Linked DNA regions of Mus musculus: region 1 is linked to region 2. Evidence: chromatin contacts called from public HiChIP or PLAC-seq data. All regions are on one chromosome and are shown on one strand. The core of a region is the stretch at or near the end of the contact, and the rest is flanking DNA. Distances in the headings are between cores, read along the strand shown. Region 1 holds the start of Slc2a13 (solute carrier family 2 (facilitated glucose transporter), member 13). Region 2 overlaps Slc2a13 (solute carrier family 2 (facilitated glucose transporter), member 13).

What was found. HiChIP or PLAC-seq counts read pairs in DNA pulled down with a chosen protein or histone mark.
Region 1: a contact with region 2 is called in an H3K27ac HiChIP or PLAC-seq map of neural progenitor cells, with 4 times the contacts expected there. The contact joins the promoter of Slc2a13 here to the enhancer-like site in region 2. A contact is called at or near these places in 4 of 39 promoter capture datasets (the 3T3-L1 cell line, hippocampal neurons and liver), 9 of 484 Hi-C or Micro-C datasets (the STO cell line, cerebellum, cerebral cortex and 6 more), 3 of 115 datasets of contacts at active chromatin or transcription factors (embryonic forebrain, neural progenitor cells and stem cell-derived neural progenitor cells) and 2 of 9 other capture datasets (adipose tissue and pancreatic islet).

The regions. Positions count from the first base shown.
Region 1 is chr15:91,571,084-91,575,463 of GRCm38.p6, reverse strand. Slc2a13 (solute carrier family 2 (facilitated glucose transporter), member 13) reads left to right here and starts at 2,203. Exons shown (of 10, transcript NM_001033633.3): 1 at 2,203-2,889. The coding sequence starts at 2,367.
Region 2 is chr15:91,500,429-91,505,372 of GRCm38.p6, reverse strand. The region is part of intron 2 of Slc2a13 (solute carrier family 2 (facilitated glucose transporter), member 13); the gene reads left to right. Among named protein-coding and RNA genes, the nearest start is that of Slc2a13, 70 kb to the left of the region's middle. Within about 2 kb of position 2,497, at least 20 of the 459 cell types and tissues checked have an H3K27ac peak or open chromatin away from gene starts, as enhancers often do. A contact at or near this core is called in muscle stem cells, neural progenitor cells and pancreatic islet, where this site is marked.

The DNA.
Region 1 (4,380 bases), core at 954-3,453, 70 kb before region 2:
ATTCTCTAGTTACATCTTCATCCCAACAACAAGCATATTGCCACTGAATCAGTCACCATTGTCTCAGCCTGGCGTTCGGAATGTGTAGCAGCGCACCCCAAACTCTCTTTTCCTCTTCTACGATGGGGTCCTAGTGTTCTGGGACTGCGTAAATAAATGTCCTTAAACATTGGGATTCAGGACTTGCTTAGCAAATCGATAGCGATGCCTACACTTTATCTCGATTAGCAATGAACTATAATTTAAAAGTGATTTTTCGAACTCTAGTCAATGAGCACTTGCTGAGGCTTTGTAAGTAAGACAAAGTGGTTCATATAGTAATCTGGCGATTTCAAACATTTTGTGAAACGCTGTTGGAGGTGTACTCTGCTTTGTCTCAGCCCTCGGACTTTCAATTTCGCCATGAAGTTAAATGAGAAGAAGCTACAAGGAACTCCATGTTAGTAGAATGTTGTGGTGTGCCTAACTGAACTTGGCTCCTCCCAAGAACCCGGAAGAGCGGTTGTGTTACCAAGGTCACATTTCCTTAGCGGTTATGTTACCAATGTCACATTTCCTTCCGAGGTCATCTTAAACTCATGGATATAAATTACGAGGTGTAGACGATTTTAAGGAGTAGTTGGTTCCGTGTTCTGGAACCCCAAAGTTGAATTTGGAGCTCCTAGTGAGTAGAAGTCACGGTGTTCAATAGGTCAGCTGGATTTGAAGTTCAGCTTGTTTCAACTCAACAAGAGTTCTCTGCAGAATCTACGTGAACAAGCTGACCACCAGGGGGTGCAGTTTTGCTGCTATGGGCTTGGGAAAGACTCAAGCCTGAATCTTCTGAAGTCTAAGTTATTGTTTCATTATTTGAGAGATAAGTCTGTGTTTAATTTCTCCTTGGGAAGACGGCAAAACCTTGCTTTAAAGTTACACGATACATTTAAAGTTATTCCTCTGAGATAACCGCCCCCCCCCCACATTTGGAGAAATGTGGTTGGAAAGTGAGATATTTTGGTGACTAAAAATCAAGGTGAAAGGGACGTTGGGAAAGTCTAATAACTTCATAGTGTAATAGGATGACAGAAACAATTTCTCTGAAGGAAACAAGCTTAAACTGCATGAATAGGGTTCGTGCTAAGAAACATTTGTTCAAATAAGGGAAGTAAATGAAGACAGGAATTGTTCACGGAAACCATGGGTTTTAAATTTCTTTTTCATTTAAATCTGGTGTCCTACGCCTGAAGAATGAGACTGCAGCAGAAAGACACTTGATTAGTCTCTATCTCCGGAAATGAAACAACATAAAATAATTTACAGAATATTTAAATCAACGGGAGGTTTCCAAACCAGCCAACAACTGGCAATTAGCAATTAAAACAACCATCCTCAAACCATTTGAAATTACTTTGTTTCAGGCAAATGGGGCATCTAAAATCGCTTCTTCAAATCAATGGGGCAGCAGCAGGAATTGTCAGGGAGAAGGTATCTTTTTAGGCTCGCATGCTGGGCAAGAAAGGTGGTAATTGCCAATCACACAACAGATCACATTCTTGAGTTTCCTTGTTCCACTTGGAATCAGCTAGTTATGTGAGAAGGTGATGTATATACGCACAGCTAAAGTTGCTTTACCTCTGGGAATCCACAGGAAGCCTTCTCGTGAGAGAAGAGTTGCTGTCTGTCTGTCTGTCTGTCTCTTGTCTCTCTGTCTGTCTGTCTCTGTCTCTGTCTCTGTCTCTCTTTCTCCCCTCAGAAAGTCAAGATGCAAATGCATTTTAGAAGGGCGGAATTTAAAGACGGAGTAGCAGGGAGAAAGGAAACTAGAGACACCAGTGACCATGGTCCCAAATTGCTCCAAAACAAACTAATTGCATGAGAGCCAAGGGACACGGACACTCACTGCAAAAGGACAGAAGTAGGTGAGTGTCAGGCAGTCTCAGCCACCTCGGATTGCAAGCAGGAGGGCAGAAGGAGTCTTTCACCTGATCCTTAGCCTGCTGTGAGCTTGAGTGCTCTGGATAGCAAGCAGCTCATCTGCAGCCAGAAGGCAAGCTTCCCTGTGTCCTGGTACCCTGACTCCAAAGAGCTCTTGTCTCCAGGGGACCTCCGCTTAACCCCGCCCACAGAGGGAGGTGGCAGCGTCCAGGGGGAGGAGTTCTTCTCTGTCTCCGCCCACCAGGGGGAGGTGGGTCCCATTCGCCCCTCCCCTCCAAGCGGGCAAGTGACGCACGACCCCGCCCCCGGCCGCTCCGTAGCGCCAGCTTAGCAGAGGCTGCGAGGCGGGTGGCTCGGGTGGCAGAAGAGCAGCGGCTCAGCAGCTGGCAGAGAGTGCGCGGCGCCCCACACGCAACTTCCCCGCAGCCGCCTCGGCGGCGTCCGCCTGTCCCATGTCCCGCAAGGCGAGCGAGGACGTGGAGTACACGCTGCGCAGCCTGAGCAGCCTGATGGGCGAGAGGCGCCGCCGGCAGCCGGAGCCGGGGGCGCCAGGCGGGGAGCGCAGCCTCCTGGCCGCCGAGTCGGCCGCCAGCCTGCAGGGCGCGGAGCTGGAGCGCGCGGCGCGCAGGCAGTTCCAGCGCGACGAGACCCCGGCCTTCGTGTACGCGGCCGCCGCCTTCTCGGCGCTCGGCGGCTTCCTGTTCGGCTACGACACCGGCGTGGTGTCGGGGGCCATGCTGCTGCTGCGGCGCCAGATGCGCCTGGGCGCGATGTGGCAGGAGCTGCTGGTGTCGGGCGCGGTGGGCGCGGCCGCCGTCGCGGCGCTGGCCGGAGGGGCCCTGAACGGCGCCCTCGGTCGGCGCAGCGCCATCCTGCTGGCCAGCGCCCTGTGCACCGTGGGCTCCGCCGTGCTGGCCGCCGCCGCCAACAAGGAGACGCTGCTGGCCGGCCGCCTGGTCGTGGGGCTCGGCATCGGTGAGTGGCCGCGCCCGCGAGCCCCACTGACCCCCTTGCTCTCCCCTGCTCCGCGGTCCTTTGGGGGCTCGGTGGCACGAGCGCCCTGGTGGCTGTGGAGGATGCGTTCCCTTCTCCCGGATTCCCACGTGGAATCTGCGGTCGCCCGCGGGTCAGTCAGCGCCGGACAGTCTGGAGCAATTCAAGATACCCCAGCTTTCCCCGATCCGGCCTAACCTGAGGCCGCTTGTTGAGTTTAGGAGGGTCTCCACATCCCTGCCATCCCTGAGAGTGATTTCCCCACTGCCAGTTCTCCTTTAGGATGCTAAGCCCACCGAGCTTTAAACGAACTGCGAACTGCAATAATTAGTAGAGTCAAGGAGTTTTGAACTCCAAAATCCCTGCTCCGTTCCAGTTCCATCTTCTCTGCAGTGGATCATTTTTAAATAGAACACTATTTTCTCTCCTTGCTTTGTGCTCTGTGGTTGACTTTCAACCTTTCCACCTTTCTAGATGAAATCTGTCTCCCTTTCCCACCCGACTTAGAACTTTTACTTTGGGCCAACATTCACCATTCTTGTTTTGCCTTCTCTGCCTTTTCCATATGGGAACCAAATTATCCATTAAAGGTCACGTTCATTTCCTAGATTCAGTTAGGAGCCACTCCTGTGGATAAATGCCCAGCAAGATAGACACTTGCAATTTACTTTAGAAATGAAGAGATGTAGGTTCTCTGGGCATTGATTTTTTTTTTTTTTTTTTTTTTTTTTTGTCACCCTGTTTGCTGAGCGGGGGAGGCACTCTTGGTGTGCTCTTGGCAGAGGGAAGCTGTTTGGGATGTGCCCAGTGTTATTAGAAAGCACCTTTAAAGGGAGAATGGGAAGTTGTGACTTAAATCTCACTGGTAGTTTTCCAAGGCTATAAAATGTTTCCTTTTATAATTCAGTTTCCTTTAGGGTAAAGCGTTGCTTCCCCATGGGAGGGCTAGATGGATTCCCGGAGCTGTCCCTGAGCTGACCACTCTTCACCCTTCTGGATAGGTTTGTAAGGGGAAGCACACTCATTCATTCAACTCTGCCTCTAGGAGCCACGAGCCTAAAACCCCAGCTCACTGTACCCGTATCCCCTGATCACCGACTCTGCTTCTATGGGTAATTACTGAAGCATGGCAAGGCTCTCTGTGAAATGTGGATTTGGCAAAGGAAGGTCCAAATGACCACCAAAGAGACAAAAATCCATGGAAATCCCCTCTCTGTGTAAAAATGCCCTGTGCCTGTAGGATCCTTCGACAAATAACCTGCCTAGGACTCTAATCAGCATCATCTGCCTGGGATACAGATCCTCTCTTATGCCTCTACCTTCTTTTCTCCCCCTTGGCAGAGAAATCACACTTCAGTTGTCAGAGACTCATTATTAATTCCCAGACTTATATCTGGAGATTGATGTTTTGCAGAGGTGTCTTAATGAAACTCCTGAGTATCAGATGAAAAATTGAAGCATTTTGTTGATTCT
Region 2 (4,944 bases), core at 1,248-3,747:
GCTGTCTAGGCTCTGTGCCTGCAGCTTTCTTCTGTGAGTATCTCTTGTTTTAGCATCTCCAGTTGCCCAAGGCTCTACTGCAATGTAGACTCTACCTTCTCTGCTTCATTCAGTGGCCTCTCAGAGTCTCCTTGTATGGAATCCAGCTTACCACACACGGCCTGACCTTGAGGGAAACAAGGCACAAGCCATCTTGTATAACTGGGTCATGCTTTTAACTTCCATACAATACAGTACTATGCAGACAATTCCAGATTCCACTGCCAACTTCAGATATAGTCTGGCCTCTTCTACCAAAGCCATGCTGGCCTCTGGTCTCCTACCTGGCTAAACCTAAGGAAGTATATCCTAAGGTGCTGAAGCAGCAGTATATACTAGAAACTTTTGTCCAAATGACTTTCATTTTCCTATGCTCAAGCCTTCCTTGGGTGTGCTCTTGCCTCTGGCACACTTCTTAGTGCCCAGTAAAGAGAAGTGTAGTTTTGACAAACCGAGTTTGGGAAACACATGGAGTTGTTGCTTGAACTGAATCTTCCTGCTTTCAAGGTCAGTAGGGTAATGGGCCAAGTGGCTATGGCATTTGAATGCTTTTGTTTCAAGTGGACGATGATTCCTTTCCTTAGTAGAAGAGAGTCCTTCAAAAGCTATGAAACTATTTACATACAAATCAATTTAACTATATGTTGCAATGAAGGTCTTTAGCTATGATGGCTTTCCATATCACCTTGACTTATAGTTAAAAATGCATAGAACTGTGGAGTCCCATTCTTTCCACATCATTCGAGGGGATGAGAGAGAAGAGTGGAAGAGGAGAAGAGAGTTAGATTTGAATGCAGAGTGTAACTGTGTGCAATTTCTTCTGAAGGGTTAAGGCTGGGGGAGAATTTTGTCAGGCTCAGGTTGCAAAATAAAACATAGATAAAGACTATTTCTTATTTATCATGTCTGTCATGTGAAACATCCTTTTGCTTCCAGTGATATTTTCAAAAAAGATCTATTGTTATTTCCGTTGTTTCCTATGTAATTGAAAGAGAAATAATTCTGGCAGCTGAAGCAGGAGATTGCAAATTCAAGGCCTGCTTAGGCTCTGGAGTGAGACCCTGTCTCAAAGAAACAAAGATTCTTTTAACTGGTGGCTGTGTTTCCTGTCCTGTGGTAGTACTGTCAGGAGTTTCTAGTTTAATCGAGGTAGGCCATTGCTAGAATAACGTGATATTGTTTCTTCCCAGCTGTTCTGCTCCTGCTGGCTTGCAGTTATCCAGCCCGATGGGTGCGACTATGCTACATACACACTCTGCTGAAGAAAATTCAGAGCTGTAGCCTCTCTTTGCTTTATGATTTTGCTGTATGGCTTTAGGTGCATAGATACGAGTAAGCCCCATGTTCTCCCAAAGAATTTCAGAATTGTTTTAACCATGAAGTGAAGGTGAAATAATGCAATTTTTTAATGAGTTCAGCATAGTTAATTACTTGATAATTACTGATATTTACCATAGGTTGGCTCATAGTAAATATGTATAGGGGCGAAACTGGCTGGATATCATTGGTATCTTTTACTCCTTCCAAAGTATGCATCTCCTTTGTGTTTCATTTCTTAATTAATAAAGTGAGATTGATAATGCTATCCATCTCCTAGGGTTGTCGTGAAGGTGGTAGGTGTTCTGCATGTTGGAGGGTTTTCTGAACAGTGTTGGGCACATAGCTGGTGTCCTTTGTTAGCTCTTAATAGCTGTTCTAAGTGTTCTGCGAACCACCTGAGCCTGTACACTCAATTAGATTTCCATGTATTTGGGACCGACAAAGACTGTGTAAAGTGATAATTAACCCACAGCCTAGTTGGCAGAGGCCAGTGGTTGCTGCGGACTGCAGAACTCTGTGCCTTAAACCGTCTCCTGTCAGAAGATTCTGAATGTGCACTCGCAGAAGTAGTGTGAGAGAGCCTGTAATATAATAGTGGCTGTAGCATATCTAATCGGCTGAGCCACTCTAGGGCATCCAGGGGCCCAGCAGTGAAGGATTGGGGCTTCTCAGCAAATCAGTTTTGGGGAACTGAGAAGTAAACTTACCCTGAGCAATGAGGAGATGTTGTCCTAGGCTGACAACATCTGAAAGGATTGCAGCCCCGGAGAGTGTGTATCCTTCGGTCTCTGCTGGACAGGTTGTAGGGACAGGTGAACTGCTCGCTGTGACCTTCTTCGTGTCAAGGTTGATGTATGTTAGACGATGTCTTGCCGTGATGCTCAGGATGTTTTGAAGAGTTTCAGAACTTGTTAGTTCTCCCTTTTTTTCTTCTAGAGTCGGCTTGTTTTCCCTTCTTAGCCTCTTGCTTCTTTGTACCTTCAAAAGACAAATGGTTTTTCCTTGAAATTTTGGATGTTTGTTGTTCATTGTTACCACAGGGAGTTTTAAATGTTTGGATCTGTGGTTCTTGGCCTCAACTGCATATTAGCACCACCCGGAGAGCTCTTAATGAAATAGAATCCTTTGGGCTCAGAGCCCAGACCAATTAATCACAACCCCTAGGGAAGGTGGGGCTTAGACACTGGTGTATTTAAAACACCCTCTGGGAGACCCACATGTGAATACAGGATTCAGAACCCTTTCTTTAGCTTATAATAATGAAGTCTCCTGGTCCCCAGGGCCTCCTACCTTAGTGTATCACACACTTAGGGCTGCTTGTCATTCATCTGGTTCCTGACTTCAGCACATCTGGGAGACTGACATCCTCTGAAGACTTTAGCTAAGCTTGTGATGCCCTGCTTTTTTTAATCTTAGGTTGAATTGTTCACCAGCATAACAGCAATCCTTCCCGCTTTACCAGTATACAGAGCTTCAAAAAGGAGAATTTTCTTCCAAAGAATGATACTGGATAGTTCTACCCGCTGGAGACTGGTGGGGAGGGGGGATATACAGATATAGCAGATCTGTATGGGACTGCTCACACGGTCAGCCATCCCGAGGAGGTGAAATAGAGGCTGAACCTCCTCTCTGCCAAGTTAACTAGGACTTGCTCGTCACACACGGCTCCTAGCAGTGCTAGAGGATAGATACGGCATAGATAAGTAATTTGCACATAGATAACCTGAGCAGTGGGTCGTGTGGTCAGTGTACCCGGACCTGAACTATGTTACTCAGTCTGCAGTTGGGGTTGAGACAGTTAACTTAAAAGGAGAAATGGTTTTGGAGAGCTCAGCTCACCATTTCCTGACCTTTTGCTTTTTTTGTGGGGGGGTGATGGAACGGGGCAGAAAGTGATGGTGGGAACCGTGTGGTGGCACATGGCAGAGACAGAAGCTGACCTCATGGGAGTGGAGAAGCACACAGACAAGAGGCAGCCCTTTTGACGACATGGACGTCTCTAGGATTTGCCTGTTGCAGGGAATAAGGTTCTGCAGCCTCCAGAACTTCCCTGCCTATTGAAGGTTCCATCACCAGCCACTAGTACAACTGCTGAGCATGGTTTAGATACATGGCTTAGGGGACATAACAAAACTACGGGATGAAGTAGGATTCAGTCGGTTCTTGCTGTTTATGCATTGCAGCTATGTGCAGTGGGGTTTCTAAAAAGCTATGCATTTCCTTCTGTCAGAATGTATGTTACCAGTGGTGATAATTAAAGTAGACTAAACAATTGATTTGTGTAGCTTTATGTAGCAGTGGGGGATGAGGAACTGGGCTTAGCCACTAGAAAGTCCGAGACACCAGGGAAGAGAGGTTCCCAGGACCCAACAAGAATCACTTTAGACTAAATGCATAGTGAACGGAAGATAGAACCTATAGAGATCACCTCCAGTAGATAGGCGCCGCCCCGATTTGAGGGATCTCAAAATTTTTAACCAGAAAAATTCCTGTCCAAAGGAAAGATAAGGACAAAAAATAGAACAGAGACTGAAGGAAAGGCCATCCAGAGACCACACCACCTAGGGATCCATCCCATCTGCAGACACCAAACCCCACCACCTAGGGATCCATCCCATCTGCAGACACCAAACCCTGATACTATTGCTGTTGTCAAGAAGTGCTTGCTGACAGGAACCTGGTATGGCTTTTCTATCAGCACCTGACCAATACAGATGCAGATACTCACAGCCAACCATCAGACTGAGCCCGGGACCCCAATGGAAGAGCTAGGGGAAGGACTGAAGACACTGAAGCAAATTGCAATCCCATGGGAAGAGCAATAATATCAACTAACTGGACACTTCCCCACCAGAGCTCCCAGAGACTAAACCACCAACCAAAGAGTAAACATGGAGGGATCTATGGCTCCAGATACATATGTAGCAGAGGATGACCTTATCTGACATCAATGGGAGGGGAGGCCCTTGGTCCTGTGGAGGTTTGATGCACTAACACAGGGGGATGCTAGAGCAGTGAGGTGGGAGTGGGTGGGTAGGTGGAGGAGCACCCTCATAGGGGTAAAGGGGAGGAGGGAAAGGGCAGATGGGATGGGGTGGGTTGTATGGGGGCGGTAACCTGGAAGAAGGACATCACTTGAAATGTAAACAAATAAAGTGATTAATTAAAAGTAAAGTGTCCAGTATGAGTGCATATGATATTTTTAGTTTTATAGACTAGTCTTTACAAAGAGAAAGATTGGCCAGAGGTTCAAAGTTTTCTCCTACTGCTGTGCAGGCTTAGGATTTTGAGACCTAGGGTCTTGAGATGTCCCGTTGCAAAGGGCTCTGGGTCTAAAGCATCCTGGCTTCCAGAGCCCACATGTGCATGGGTCCCTGTTAAGTTTGCATTCCCCTTTTTTCCTCTCTTTCTTTTCTTCTGTTTCTTTTAATTTCATAAAAATACTCCGTTGTAGGTCTTATTAACTTAACGAGTAGCAAAGAACAAAGAAACGTGTAGATTTGGGGGGTCTGAAAATGATGTGGTTTCTGTATTTCTTTGTGCAGCTCTTGAAAGTTTTCATCTACGAGGTGAATCTTATCTCAT